2 separate regions of the Nothobranchius furzeri genome follow, and region 2 is linked to region 1. A link is a contact called in public Micro-C data. All regions are on one chromosome and are shown on one strand. The core of a region is the stretch at or near the end of the contact, and the rest is flanking DNA. Distances in the headings are between cores, read along the strand shown. Region 1 holds the start of nop58 (NOP58 ribonucleoprotein homolog (yeast)). Region 2 overlaps adissp (adipose secreted signaling protein).

Region 1 (7,124 bases), core at 2,939-5,438:
CATCTGTTTAGGAGGCACAACCAGAACCGGTCTGGACTCTGGAGCCTCTTTGTCTGAATCTGGGAGCACAAAGCAAAGAAATCTGGTTTTTGCCTCCAATTTGTAGGAAACGTTCCAGACTGGAGAACACTCACCATGATCACCGTGTGCCAGTACACCCAATGGATCTTCACCTCTGGGACAATGGATGGGGGGTCTGGGAGACTCGGAGGACCTGCTTTCAACTGGAGGGCCTTGTGGGCGTCGCCCTCTGAACCCTCTGTTTCCCCTCCCACGACCTCTTCCTCTGCCTCTGCCCCTCATTTGTCTGTCAAACAAAAATCTGAATAGTTCTACTGGTTTTAACCTTGTGTCCCATCTCCTACATGCTCTGGAGTCTGGATGGGGATAGTTCCTCGCTGGTCAACAGTCCAAATGTTCTCACACATACCCAAACTGAGCCGTTTCAAGAACCCCTCCAGTCTGCTGCCGCGCCTCCATGATCTTTTTCTTCTTCTCGATGTTCTGAAGTGTTGGATAGTTTCTGTAAAATCCAATTAAACGATGCTAATGAACACCAGTTAAACCCAAAGAACCCTTCACCGCGGGTGTCCGATCACGTAAACAAGGCTCACTTGCGTCTCTCCTCTCTCCACTTGGAGATCTCCTCAGGTGTGTCCAGTTTGATTCTTTTAGCTCCAGGTGCATGGTTCTGTTAGGGGGTAGTACTCACACATATTAGAAAAAGGAAATTACAAGTTTTGTGTACAGAATGAGCTGTACTTACATTTTTCCAGTGTATGGAGACTAGCTTTTCATGAGCCATGAAGCTACAGTCGGATACAGAACACTGACGTGACATTAAATAGAAACATGTTGAATAGATTTTTAAAAAAAACAACACCAAATGATAGAAAACTGAATTAATGAAATACCTTGACGTGTTGAGACACGTGTTCATTGTACAATTGCAGGTTTTTGAAGCCCCGATCACACGTGTCACAGTAATGAGAATACTCAGGTTCTTTCTTATTCTTCTGCTGAAGATCAAGTTAAGATCGGATCATTTTACTCCAATAGATACACTAAATATGAATCACTAAATATGAATCACTAAATATGAATCACTAAATATGAATCACTAAATATGAATCAAATGTGGCCAAACAATGCTCAAATGAGTCACCTTCTTCCCGTTTTGATGAGAAGGTCTGAAGTTTTGTCTCCCACCTGGACGTCCACCTTGATACCACTGCTGTCCAACGTTCTGATCTGAACACAGAAAGTGCAACTTCTTTTTTAAATAAAAGTGATCTCCACTAGCTTGTGACTTCTAATCCTAAGATAGTCTTGCGATTTAAAAAGTTAATGCAAGTAAAGATGGCTGAACGAGGACTAAACACACTGGTTGTGCATCACACAACAAAATGTACCCCAGTAATGCTTTCATACAAGCAGAGTTGTTTTCGTTAAGGAAAACGATGATGAATTGATTTCGTTGACACCAAGCCCCACAATGCGGCTCTAAAATTGGTCTCAACCCGGAAGTACCAAAAATTGCAGTTCCACCCTCATCCGCTGGGGGCTGAGCAAATCCTCATTGACTCCCATGTTAAAAATACCAATTTCACAGCAGAAATAAACATGTTTATAGCCTGGCACCAAAACAGACAAATTATATCAGTCTGGGGATTATTGTTTTACCAAATCTGGGGCAGCTGAGATTGTGTCCCAAAGCCATAAAATAAATTGTTGGTATGAAACTCTCTCCTGTAGCTCAGAGTACATGTCTGTCTGATCTATAAATTGATTTGTTAGAGAATAATACTTGTAAATATCAAAACAAAAATCTTAGTGGACTAAAACTGACTAAGACTAAAATGTATTTTTGTCATCAAGACAAAGAGATGCCCGCCAAAAACAACACTGCCTACAAGTTTCCATTTCTAAACATCAAAGCTCCTGAGACAACACACCTTGTGTTCACCAACTCCTTGTTTGGACCTTGAGGCTTCCGTAGAAGCTCTTCTATGCTTTTATAGCAGCGCTGTCTGTTTATGTTGCGATCATGTGACTGATTGATTAAAACTGGATTTCTTCAAATGATGCACCGATGTGAAATTTTTGGGCCGTAAACAATATCCGATATTAAGATCACTGTTATGGGTGATAATCGATATTTGCCAGTACCGATAAACTGACATTATTGCTTCTAAAATCAGCAGATTTTGTATAGAATGAAAATTATTAAAGTTGAATTCATGTTATTATGTACACACATCACACACATTTATGGTTCTGAGTTGATTTCATTCACTCTTCACATGACTAAACAGACACACATCCCCCCACCACCACCACCACCATCTGAAAAAGGCAAACAAATGGAGACGAGACGGAAAAAATATCGGTTGTTAATATCAGCCCAGGTTTATTTATCGAACTGATACAAATTTGTTAAAAAATGACTAACATCGGCCGATACCGATATAGATGCGGATATATTGTCCATCCCTAATTTCATCAGTTGTGCTAAAGTGGACCCTGGTCAAGTGTAATGACTGAAAGTTACAAAAATATGTATTTGACACATTTGTCATCCTAAATGGGCCTTTCAATTTTATGGCAGTAAACGAGACATCACAACGTTGGGATGTTGTCTCTCATTTATGACTTTGGCAAAATAATGTATAAGCATAACATCGGTTTTAGCACAAGTTCTGGCTGATCACAGCTTCAGTTTTGTGACATTATTAAGTTATTTATTTATTCCGTTTTGATAATACCCATGTTGTAGGTTTTGTATTTCATTGAGCCTAACAGGCCACTGCAATGTAGAGTCTACTGTGGGTAATTCTGGTCTCATAATTAGTCATCATAAACTCAAATCCGTCTGCAGTCTCTTTTAGATGTGATCTCTAGTATTTCCCAACACACAATCATGTTAGATCATCTGGAGTTCACTATACAATAATTGTGGTTTTGATTGATTTCCATAATCAAGCATTCCAAACACAAACATTGAGAGAGGTGTCCTCTTTTAGAAACATAATCACCAAAGGTCTCACAGTGTGGATGGGTCTGACCGTGGTACCCTCCCGCCTGTCCGTGACTCCAGTTCGGACTGACCCAGTAGCTCCAGCTGGGCTCGGACGGCGTCTCTCCCCAGCTCCACATGCTGGGGTGGAAGCTGCTGGCCCGAGGTTGCTGCTGCTCCTGGGGCGTGTGGAACGAGCTTGGAGGGGGACAGCTGAAGTCTGGTGGAGGGTAGCGTTCTGGTTCGTTCATAGCTCCAGCTCCGGTGCCTTACTCAACGTTACCAGCCAGAAAACGGTAAAAGTTAGCTCAAGGTATTAGTCCACGCGCTCGTGTTTTGCCAGAGTTCACGCGTTCGTCACTTCCGTGAAAAAAGTGTGTTGCGTTTTGGATGATCGGAATTTCCTTTTCAATTTCTCAGAACTGGGATTTACAAGTTATCCGGATTACAACTGAAAATTAGATTTCCTACAAAAATATTTTAAAACAAATCTTCACACATCTGGAGTCGCCTATGTGCTTTAAAATTAGCTACATAAAATGTCATTCTTATATTACGGGAGTTTGTTCTCTTTTATTCTCTACTTGTTTGTAATTCTCCTTTTATTACATTTTGTTCTTTAAGTAACATCACGTATTGTTTAATTATATTATCTGTTTTATTGATCAGTCACTTTAATGATGGAATCATTAATAATAATATCGTTTAAAAGTGCGTAAACAGTTAGTTTGGCGTTAAGTTTTACTGTGAAAGCAACATACCGTGCTCATAACCTCTCGCGAGATTTGTTTGCGCGCATCTCTGGCGTTGCCAAATCAAATCCAGTTTGTGACATTTAATTAAAATGTATAAACTTTTTACTTTTTAACAAAATGAACATAACGATAATTTAAAAATAATAAGTAAAAAATACAATACGTGGTTTTACTATTTTGCTATGCGATCATAAAATAAAGGTGGTGGAATAAAAAGATGGAATTGAATTACATTTACTTTGTTAAAAGCTTTCAAGAACACACAAAACAACACAGTTGCATAAATTTATTATAGTTACTGTGTATGGCGTTTTAAAATACATTTATTGTTTTTAGAGTTAGCTAAAACACAAAGGAAATACTGACGTTTGGGTGATTTTGGTTCAAATTAACGGATCTGGCAACCCGGAAGTTTCCCCCTGCAGCAGCTCCTCTGCACCGCGTGCGGTTTCCGAGCCTCACCATCGCGGTGACTGACCGAGACGAAAACTGTCAGCTCTCTGAAAAGAGAGCACTTTAATAAAACAGAGCAGTTTCAAACATGCTCGTTCTATTTGAAACCGCCGCTGGATATGCGATATTCAAAGTGAGTGTTTCATTCTGTCAGTTTACCGATTGAAGTACGATATTTCGCTCGTATGTCTGTAGTTAGCCTCGATTAGCATCCTAATGTCACACATAAATTTGCCCTTAAGTAACAAGTTGGTGTTATTAGGGGAAATAAAACAACCGAGCTCTAAACGTGTCTGTGTGGGCTTGAATATGGCACCGTGTGCTTTCCTATCTCACGTGCACGTCTTCGTTTCTAAACTCAAATGCTAACATGAGTTAGCATGCTGTTAGGGGCCTGTGACCACGTGCGCTCCTGGAAGCTGGCTGAGTTTGATCTCAAACACAACAGAGAATGTAGTACACTCGCTCAATAAAAGGATAATTAATCCGGTCAGGTTATTGTAGAGTCGTTCCTTCTAAATGCACTTAAAGTGTGTTTGTGTGTTTGTGCTAGCAAAGTATCAAGAGCAATGTTGCCCATGTGGCTGTTTTTTTCGTTCAAGTCTATAAAAGACAGTTTGGCTCGGTGCAACACTTGCCATGCACAAGTTCCCTAGCTTCCAGCATACAGACGCTTTTATTGTCTGGTTGCTCAAGTTTATTTGTTTTTAGGTCCTAAATGAATCAAAGCTGCAGCAGGTGGACAGCCTGTACAAGGAGTTTGAGACTCCTGAAAAAGCCAACAAAATGTGAGTATGAACACGTCTCAGTACCCTCAGCTCAACACCTCACTCTGGGGGCTTACATCTGTTTTTCCTCCATCAGTGTGAAACTGAAACACTTTGAGAAGTTTCAGGACACGACGGAGGCACTGGCAGGTAAAAACACTCTGTTGTGTCTATGTTGGTGGTCTGTGATGGATTTCAGTGTCTGATAAAAGCATGAGGTTATCCACAGCAATCGTCACTACCACTGAGACCACCCTGTCCCTTCAGCCAGTAGATAAGAGAAGATGTCCAGGATAGGAGCAGGGATTATTAAAGTGTGCTTATCTAGGTTTAATCAGTTGTTTCTGACCTCTGCTGTGAAGCTGCCACCGCTCTGGTTGAGGGAAAAATCAGCAAAAGTTTGAAGAAGATCCTGAAGAAAGTCGTGGCCAAGGAGGCTCATGAGGAGCTAGCCATCAGCGATGCTAAACTGGGTGGAGTTATTAAAGTGAGTTTCATCCTTCTGCAGACGTCAGAAGATCTGTCTGTTAAAGATTTTCTGATCAAGTTTGTGTTCTTAGGACAAGCTGGACCTGAACTGCGTCTACAGCCCCGCAGTAGCCGAGCTGATGAGATGCATCAGGAGCCAGATGGAGAGTCTGATCTCTGGACTTCCTCCCAGAGAGATGAGCGCCATGTCTCTGGGCTTGGCTCACAGGTCAGGGTCACCCCGGGGTTATACTACAGCTGCTGCTGCTGCCTGTGATTACACATTGCTGTCTGAGATCCTCATGTAGATGTTCCCATCAGCATTCGTCACTACCACTGAGGCTGCCCCTGTGCTCCTGTTTATCGCCTGGTCTGTTGTTTATCAGCTAACACCCTCTCCTGTTGCAGTTTGTCCCGCTACAAGCTGAAGTTCAGCCCGGACAAAGTGGACACGATGATCGTTCAGGCCATTTGTGAGTGTTTCGCTGATGAAGCATCGTGTTGTTTTCATACAATATTAGTGATAATGACCCCTGAATGCAGCATTAGCTGGTTAGGGTTAGACATTAGCGGGCTAAATCTACAGAAACCTGTAGAAAGTAACTATTTTATTTCAGAAATTTCTTTTTTTTAGGATTTGATTGAATGTTCTCCCCTGTGAGGTGGATTAGTAATATTTCAGCCATTCTATAAAAAATCTGAATTTAAGAAATATCAAACTGTCAGTTCAGCCGAATGTTCATTTATTTTAAATAGAAAGATTTAAGTTAGTCAGATGATTAATATATAAATATTTATGAAGAAATTTAGTCTTTTGTCAGGATTTAACATAATGTCAGAGCACCCTTGATAATAATGGTTATTGATCTTATAAATATTATAAGAGGAAACTAAACTGACGTGATAAAAGCTTAAATCAGAAGTTCCTGGATACTTGGTTAGGCTGAACCTCACCTCCAGTGACCCCACAGAAGAAGCTAGTAGCAGCATCGCCGGGCCGTGTGGGTTCAGACATCTTGAAAAATTGAGGAAAGCCCAGTTTGTGTCCCTGGTGTCCTTTTCTGTGATCCTGGCTGTCTTTGTCCACAATAACCGGAGCTTGGGTGTTTTTGTCCTCAGCCCTCCTGGACGACCTGGACAAGGAGCTTAATAACTACATCATGCGCTGCAGAGAGTGGTACGGCTGGCACTTCCCCGAGCTGGGGAAGGTCGTCACGGACAACCTAGCTTACTGCAAAACCGTCCTCAAAGTCGGTAAGGTTCGTTGTTTAAGTAACACCTGGGCTGATGTGAAAAAGAGACGACAGCTTTTGTTTTAATTATCAAAACCCATAAAGGAAGGGCAATTATTTACCTTTTTACTATGAAGTGTCTTACTGATTGGACGGTCGTCTTGTCCGCCCCAGGTGATCGTACAAACGTGTCCAGCACCGATCTGTCAGAAATCCTCCCTGAGGAGATCGAGGCTGAGGTGAAGCTAGCTGCTGAGATCTCCATGGGAACAGAAGTATCCGAACAGGACATCGACAACATCCGGCACCTGTGTGATCAGGTACAGCTTTGTCGGGGTAAAGGTCAAAGGGCATCAGGGGTCATGGTGTCTGTGGTGATGATGAGGACATCTGTCTTTATCCTGAAAACTTGGTGTGGGTTTCTAGTCACTAC
Region 2 (7,124 bases), core at 2,706-5,205, 49 kb before region 1:
CAGTACACCAGTAAAGAGAAGAAACCAAAAAACAGGGTTCTCTTGGTTGCTAGGGTTCAGACTGATTTAAAAAGTTTTGCCTAAGTTAAAAAGAAATCATTAATACAAGCTAGCTTCATTAGTTAACCACATGGATGAAAGATTATTATAAATATTTAGATTTTGCAGATGTACCTTTACTGAGTAACAGATGTAAAATGAGCATACAGCTACCAGCTTTTCTTCAAAAACACTTAATATATTTATTATAATAAAACTATAATGGGCAATGTGACATTTTAAAATAAACAAACAAATTTTATTTATGCGATTCTGACCAATCCTTTATCTAATGCAATGAGGGATTATATTAAACTGTAATCCAAGTAAAGAAAAAAACACAAAAACATTTAAAAAATTACATTTCAGGAACTAGAAAATTTGGTTATTTAGTTAAATTAAAATTCCGGAACTGCGCTGCTCTGGGTGGCTGCATGTTGGAGTAGCTCTGTTGACTATATGTAAGTTTTGCCTTTCTCTTCTAGTTTATCAAGAAAATTTGTATTTTTTTGGACATTTTACTTTTCTGTTTCTGGTGCTCAGGCTTAGAGGATTTTCACTGCTATTTTTTCACTGTTTTCACTTTTTGAGCATTTGTTATGATGCGTAACCATGGCAACAAGCTGGTTTACAATCAGGAGCAGCTGATTAACATTGGAAAGGCTGAAATAATACCTCAACTGAAGCCACAAATCCCAAATGAGCTAAAACGCAAGAAGCATGGGTGCAGAGCGGGATCAAAATGGAGACATGGAGAAATTCAAACCATCTCTTCTATCGATCATAATGGGCAATGTGACATCACTGGCCAACAAGATGGATGAACTCCAAGCCCTTTCAAGGACTCAGCCAGAGTAACAGCAGTGCAGTGTTATGTGTTTCACAGAGACATGGCTGCAGGACCATATCCTCAATTCCAGAGTCTCTCTGCCAGGATTCCTGACGGTACGAGCAGACAGAGATCTGAAGAGGAGCGGGAAAATAAAAGGAGGTGGAGCGGCAGTGCTTGTCAACAACAGATGGTTCCATCCAGGTCATGTTTCAGTGAAATGTCATCTCTGCAGCCCAGACGTTGAACTCTTGGCAGTAAGTTGTCGCCCATATTATTTGCCAAGAGAGTTCACCAGTGTTGTCTTGGCAACCGTTTATATTCCACCTTCAGCCATTGTTGAAAGTACATGTGATGCCCTCAGTTCCGTTGTCGCTAAGCTACAAGCCCAGCACCCCAATGTATTTGTGGCTATATCTGGTGATTTCAATCATGCCTCGCTCTCTGCTACACTTCCAACATTTCAACAGTTTGTCAGCTGCTCCACCAGAGAAAACAAGACATTGGATTTGTGTTATGCAAATGTAAAGACTGCATCCATGTCCAAAACAAGACCTCCTCTGGGACAATCAGATCACAATCTTGTTTTTCTCTGCTCAGAATACAAACCACTTGTTCAGAGGCAACCTGTGACAAGAAGAACTGTGAGAAAATGGTCACAGGATGCTGAAGAAGCCCTGCAGAGTTGTTTTGAGACCACAGATTGGATGACTCTCTGCCAAGGATATGAAGGGGACATCAATGCCATGACTGGATGCGTCACTGACTATATAAACTTCTGTGTGGACACATCATACCCACCAGAACAGTGAGATGCTTCACGAATAACAAACCCTGGATCACCAGTGAACTGAAGAATCTGCTAAATGAGAAAAAAAGAGCCTTCAAGGAGGGAGACAGGGAATTATTGAAGAGTATACAAAAGAAACTGAAGATCAAGATCAAAGACAGCAAGGAGGCATACAGGAAGAAGCTGGAGAACAAACTACAGAGGAACAATATCAGAGATGTCTGGTCAGGGATGAAGAAGATCACAGGCTTCAAGCAGAGGAAGGATTGCACAGATGGCAGCCTGGACACAGCCAATGAACTGAACAAGTTCTTCAATAGGTTCAGTTCAGGAACAAACCCAGCAACCTCCTCGCCTATCCCCAGCCAATCAGACATCCCATCCTCCTCTGATTCAACATTTTCCTGTCACACGCCAGCTCTTTTGTCCTCTAACGCAATCATGGACTCTTCTGGTTCTATAAATCTGTCTTCAACCAAGTCAGGAGATGCTGCTGCCTCGGTTACCTCCCCCTCCCACCTATCTGTCTCTAGAAATCAGCGAAGAGGCAGCTGGAGAGACTGAACAGGAACAAGGCTGCAGGTCCAGATGGTGTCGGCCCCATAGTACTGAAGGCCTGTGCAGAGCAGCTCTGTGGGATTCTACAGCACCTCCTCAACCTCAGCCTGGCCCAGGAGAAGGTTCCTGTCCTGTGGAAGACATCCTGCCTTGTTCCAGTTCCAAAGAAAACTCGCCCATCTGTCAATGACGACTACAGACCGGTTGCCCTGACATCCCACATCATGAAGGTCCTGGAGAGACTCCTATTGGTCCACCTGAATAAGCAAACTAGGACATATCAGGACCCACTGCAGTTTGCTTATCGCCATGGAGCCATCATCCAGCTGCTTCAACCAATCCACTGTCATCTGGACAAAGCGGGCAGCACTGTAAGGGTCATGTTCTTTGATTTCTCCAGTGCATTTAACACAATCCAGCCTGATGAACTTTGCCAGAAACTCCAGAAGACACAGGTGGGGGGCCTCAACTATTGCCTGGATTAAAGACTACCTGACAAACAGACCAGTTTGTGAGGCTGAAGAACTGCACATCAAACCTGGCGATCAGTAACATTGGAGCACCACAGGGGACTGTACTCTCACCATTCCTTTTCACCCTGTACACCTCAGACTTCCAGTACAAATCAGAGACCTGTCATCTACAGAAATACTCATATGACTCCACAGGTGTCGGGTGTATCAGAGATGGACAGGAAGCCGAGTACAGAGAGCTGGTGGAGCGCTTTGTGGCATGGTGTGGAAACAATCATCTGACTTTGAACGTGAACAAACAAAAGGAGATGATTTTAGACTTCATAAGAACCAGGGTGGAGTCAAACACTGTTTCCATCATGGGAGAAGAAGTGGAGGTGGTTGAGGAATGCAAATACCTTGGAGTTCACCTGGACAACAGGCTGGACTGGAGAAAGAACAGCGAAGCCGTTTACAAGAAGGGACACAGCAGACTGCACTTCCTGAGGACGCTTAGGTCCTTCAATGTCTGTAGCAAGATGCCGCAGATCTTCTACAAGTCTGTTGTTGAGAGTGTAATCTCTTCGGCCATCGTCTGTTGGGGTAGCAGCATCAGAAGCAGGGACCTGAAAAGGCTCAACAGCCGAATAAAAAAGGCTGGTTCTGTTCTGGGGACGACTGTGGAACCACTGGAGGAGATAATGCAAAGAAGGATTCCCCAGAGAATCAAGAAAATGATGGACAACCCTGAGCATTCTCTTCACAAGACTGTCCGACAACGGAAGAGTGTCTTCAGTCAGAGGCTTCTTCAGTTTCGCTGCAACACTGACCGCTACTGGAGATCCTTCCTGCCAACAGCCATTGTAATATACAATAACTCTTTGATGACTTGATTATTATTATTATTCTGAGCTACTACAGCAATCAATTTCCCTCTGGGATTAATAAAGTATTTTTGAATTGAATTGAAATAACAATAAACACTTGTCATAATCCAAGTGTAAATAATAATATTAAATAACCAAAGCCTATTTAAGGCAGACTTGTGATCTCCATATTCACTCACGTCATCTATTAAACCCTTAACCGAAATATAACAATGGAAGTCTTCCTGCTTTTAGTAATGGAGCAATTCCCAAATGATTCATGGTTTTGTTCTGATTCTTATGTTGAATCACAAGTCGATGCTTGTGCAAACGTTGAATTCCCGGTTTCTCTGAGCTGTGGAAAAAAAAAGAGCCTCACCCATGACTCGAGCGTGAACGGTGACTCTGACAGAAACCTGGTCATTGGTTTCGCTCAGCAGCTTCACCTCCTCACACATGACTCCCTCCTGCAGCGCCAGGTACTCACAGGTGATCTCTAGGCCTCCTATAGACACACAGACAGGTAAGACAAAACAAAGGGACAATGAGTGAGTTTTTATTATCTGTTAGCATAAGCTGCTGTTTCTCTTTGATGTGATTCATAATAATACCAAGGAACCGGCAAGCAGAGTAAACGGTCATGACAGCTGACTCCAAAGTAAAGTCATAAATTTATCAAACATAGTAGCCCCCCCCCCACCCCCACCCCCCCACCCACACACACACAGAGTAATGTAAAGGGTGTGTCATTCAGCTGAAAGTAAAGGTCAGAGACCTTCTTCTGTTACAGGCCTGTTGCAGGTTTTACTTAGCCTAGTGAACTAGACCAAATTCTTGCTTTGCAAAGTTTAAAAAAAACTTTACAAAAATTAATAATAAAAATAATAATAAAATAATAAAAAATATATACATTTATTTAGTCTGGCTTGCCGGGCTAGGTTTTACTACCATCAGAGGATCATCCTCAGCCTGTTTTGGCAGGCTGCAATAAAACTGCAGATGCTAATCTAAGAGGGGTTTTTACCAACACTAATAGGAGGGGGGAGGGTTGTATCACCTAAAACCAATGCTTCACATTTAGGACAGACACATTTCAGTAAGTAATCCCTGATGACACAGAAGAATTTCCTAAGATGTTGCCTTTATTGTGCTATGTACTCTGAATACATCTAGCTTTTTGTGCTGAAGACATGTTGATAAAAGGATTAGTTGAAGTGGCAAAATATATAAAAGAGCATTAAGAGACAAAAGTGCGTGGGATTTCATAAACTGTCAACTCTGTCGGCAGATGTCCAAAAATCATAAAAGAATAATGACGTAAAAACCGTAGAAGATATCAAATGACAGCTTCACTCCTTCACTCAAGGGTGAATAAATGTTCGTATTTTTGGACTTTTTCCACGATGCGTTCTTCAATCTGTTCTGGGTTTGCCGCTAAATATCAGTTTACTTTTGAACTTGGCTACAGCAGTGCTGGTGATGAATGTACAGGAAGCGGCGTCCTGACCAATCACAAGCGTGCGGTCTCGGTCACTTTCGACAGATGTTTAATATTTTGGACATGTCTCCATCACCCTCTGTGAGCCTGTCAGAGAGCCCTTAATTCTTTGGTTGACACCATATTAGAAACCATGTTTCCTTCTACGAGAGCCTTCACATCGCATATGAAAAATTTTGGGGCTCAAAATGCCCCAGGAGCGCTGATAGATGACCTAACACATCCCCATAATAAAGCCCTACAATGGGAATACCTGTTTACCAGACCAGGATATGAATATGAAATAAGCGGTGTGCTGATTGGCTCATTTACCCCGATGGCTCAATGACCGCGTTAGGCTGGGAAATTAAATTGTAACAAAAGTTTAAGGAAAAAAAGATGGGAGGGGTGCCAACGATGCAGCAGTCTGGACAAGCAAGGGACGAAGTGAGTGTTTGGCTGGTTATGAAGCTGCTGTTAGCAGACAAATGAGGAAAATTACAACAAGCTATGGATCCATCTGGCAATCATTCATAGTCTGGCTTTTCCCAAAACATCCTGGAATGTGAGTGGTGTTCCAACAGTCTGTTTCCCTCTTGTCCAACAAGAACGTTAGGCGCCTAGGCTAGCATTAGCAGTAGTTCAGGCTATCCTTTATCTGCAGTTAGCATTACAGCAATCAGTATCTATACATTGTAGTGCTGCCATGATTAGTCAATTAGTCAAGATGACGTCGACAAAACTGTCAACTTTAAATTTAATAGTCAACATTGTTTATTCTATGAAGCATTTCTTAATATCGCCTGCTGCAGCACCTTCAGTGGCCGCTTGCTGCCTTTCTGCTCAAGGCACATGCGCAGTAGAGGCAAACCAGATCGGTCTTCGAATCAGAATCACCAGAGAAAGAAGACATCATGGCGAGTCGGCAACGTAGTTTAAAAGTATGGGAGCATTTTAAAGACAAAAGAGAAGAGTGTAGAGTGCAAAATCTTTCTTCTTTCACAAGAGCACATCTGCGATACACAAGCACCTTAAAAGGAACCACTTCCTGCTAATTACCTCCTTCTAGCTGCTAACATATACAGATAGTTACTTGTATTCATAGCTGTAGCAACAATCGTAGTGATGGTTATTTCCTTTTCTTTAGAACACATATGTATCTCACGTATTTGCTCTAAAGTAACAAATGCTAATTATTTTATCACGCTACATTACAGTGTTAAAAAACACTCCTCTTTAACGCGCAAATTTGTTACATTTATTGTATATTGTATTAACAGATTACAAAGTTAATTAAAAGTTTGACACGCGATCATCTTGTCTTTGTTTTGAGATGGCACATAACTGATGACACTTCAAACTAGAGGCTAATGACGGGTATATTAGAACATCCTGGTGCAATAAGCTATACTTTTATGCATGACACAATTAGTCAACTAATCGTCAACAAAACTGGGGATTAGTCGACTATTAAAATAGTCGTTTGTGGCAGCCCTAATGTACTGCCAAAATTGAAGTGGGTTGGAGCACGGAGATGTAAGGTGGTGTGTCTAAGCTTATGACCAGCTTTCCTCAGAACGTACCATTTCTCAGCAGTCGTTACAACATTACTAATACACTAATAATTTACTAATAAATATAACATAAGGAGGAGACAGAACAGACTTGTTGAGATTCTAAATTAGACATCCAAAGCTGCCTAACAACAAGGTAAATGTGGTTTTAAATGCTAGGACCGCTTAAAGCATACCAGAAAGCTGAAGAGGTGAGAGGTCATCCACTAAAATATCTAACTTGAGTAGCAGAATACTGAAATAAACTTGACTGATGTTACCAAAGATGTCAACTACTGTTAAAATCATCTTCAGTTATGCACGACTGACTAAAACAAGTAAATAACACCACTTATTTGATTTTGTTAAAAAGCAATGTTCCTGTAGACTAAAACAGGAACCTGCAGCTGTAAGTAAAAAAACACCCCTATTTAACGCACAAATTTGTTACATTTATTGTATGTTGTATTAACGGATTACAAAGTTAATTAAAAGTTTTCATCAGATGTGTGTCTGATACGTCTGAAACAGGGTCAACTTCAGACGACTTCAGAATGAGA

What was found. Hi-C and Micro-C count contacts between places; a contact is called where the count stands out from the background.
Region 2: a Micro-C map of tail fin shows a contact between it and region 1, with 4 times the contacts expected there. The contact joins the enhancer-like site here to the promoter of nop58 in region 1. A contact is called at or near these places in 2 of 2 Hi-C or Micro-C datasets (skeletal muscle and tail fin).

The regions. Positions count from the first base shown.
Region 1 is chr2:74,286,030-74,293,153 of NfurGRZ-RIMD1, reverse strand. nop58 (NOP58 ribonucleoprotein homolog (yeast)) reads left to right here and starts at 4,188. Exons shown (of 16, transcript XM_015946469.3): 1 at 4,188-4,357; 2 at 4,936-5,012; 3 at 5,089-5,141; 4 at 5,354-5,478; 5 at 5,552-5,688; 6 at 5,868-5,932; 7 at 6,579-6,713; 8 at 6,866-7,011. The coding sequence starts at 4,313. nufip1 (nuclear FMR1 interacting protein 1) reads right to left here and starts at 3,492. Exons shown (of 10, transcript XM_015946468.3): 1 at 3,048-3,492; 2 at 1,166-1,251; 3 at 915-1,016; 4 at 767-829; 5 at 615-691; 6 at 431-523; 7 at 135-307; 8 at 1-59. The coding sequence starts at 3,267. It overlaps LOC129165746 (small nucleolar RNA SNORD11B), which reads left to right and starts at 7,058; the gene lies at 7,058-7,124.
Region 2 is chr2:74,335,227-74,342,350 of NfurGRZ-RIMD1, reverse strand. It overlaps adissp (adipose secreted signaling protein), which reads right to left. Exons shown (of 6, transcript XM_054747512.2): 5 at 3,914-4,039. Among protein-coding and RNA genes, the nearest start is that of trnan-guu, 4.0 kb to the right of the region's middle. Within about 2 kb of position 3,955, at least 1 of the 3 cell types and tissues checked has an H3K27ac peak or open chromatin away from gene starts, as enhancers often do. A contact at or near this core is called in tail fin, where this site is marked.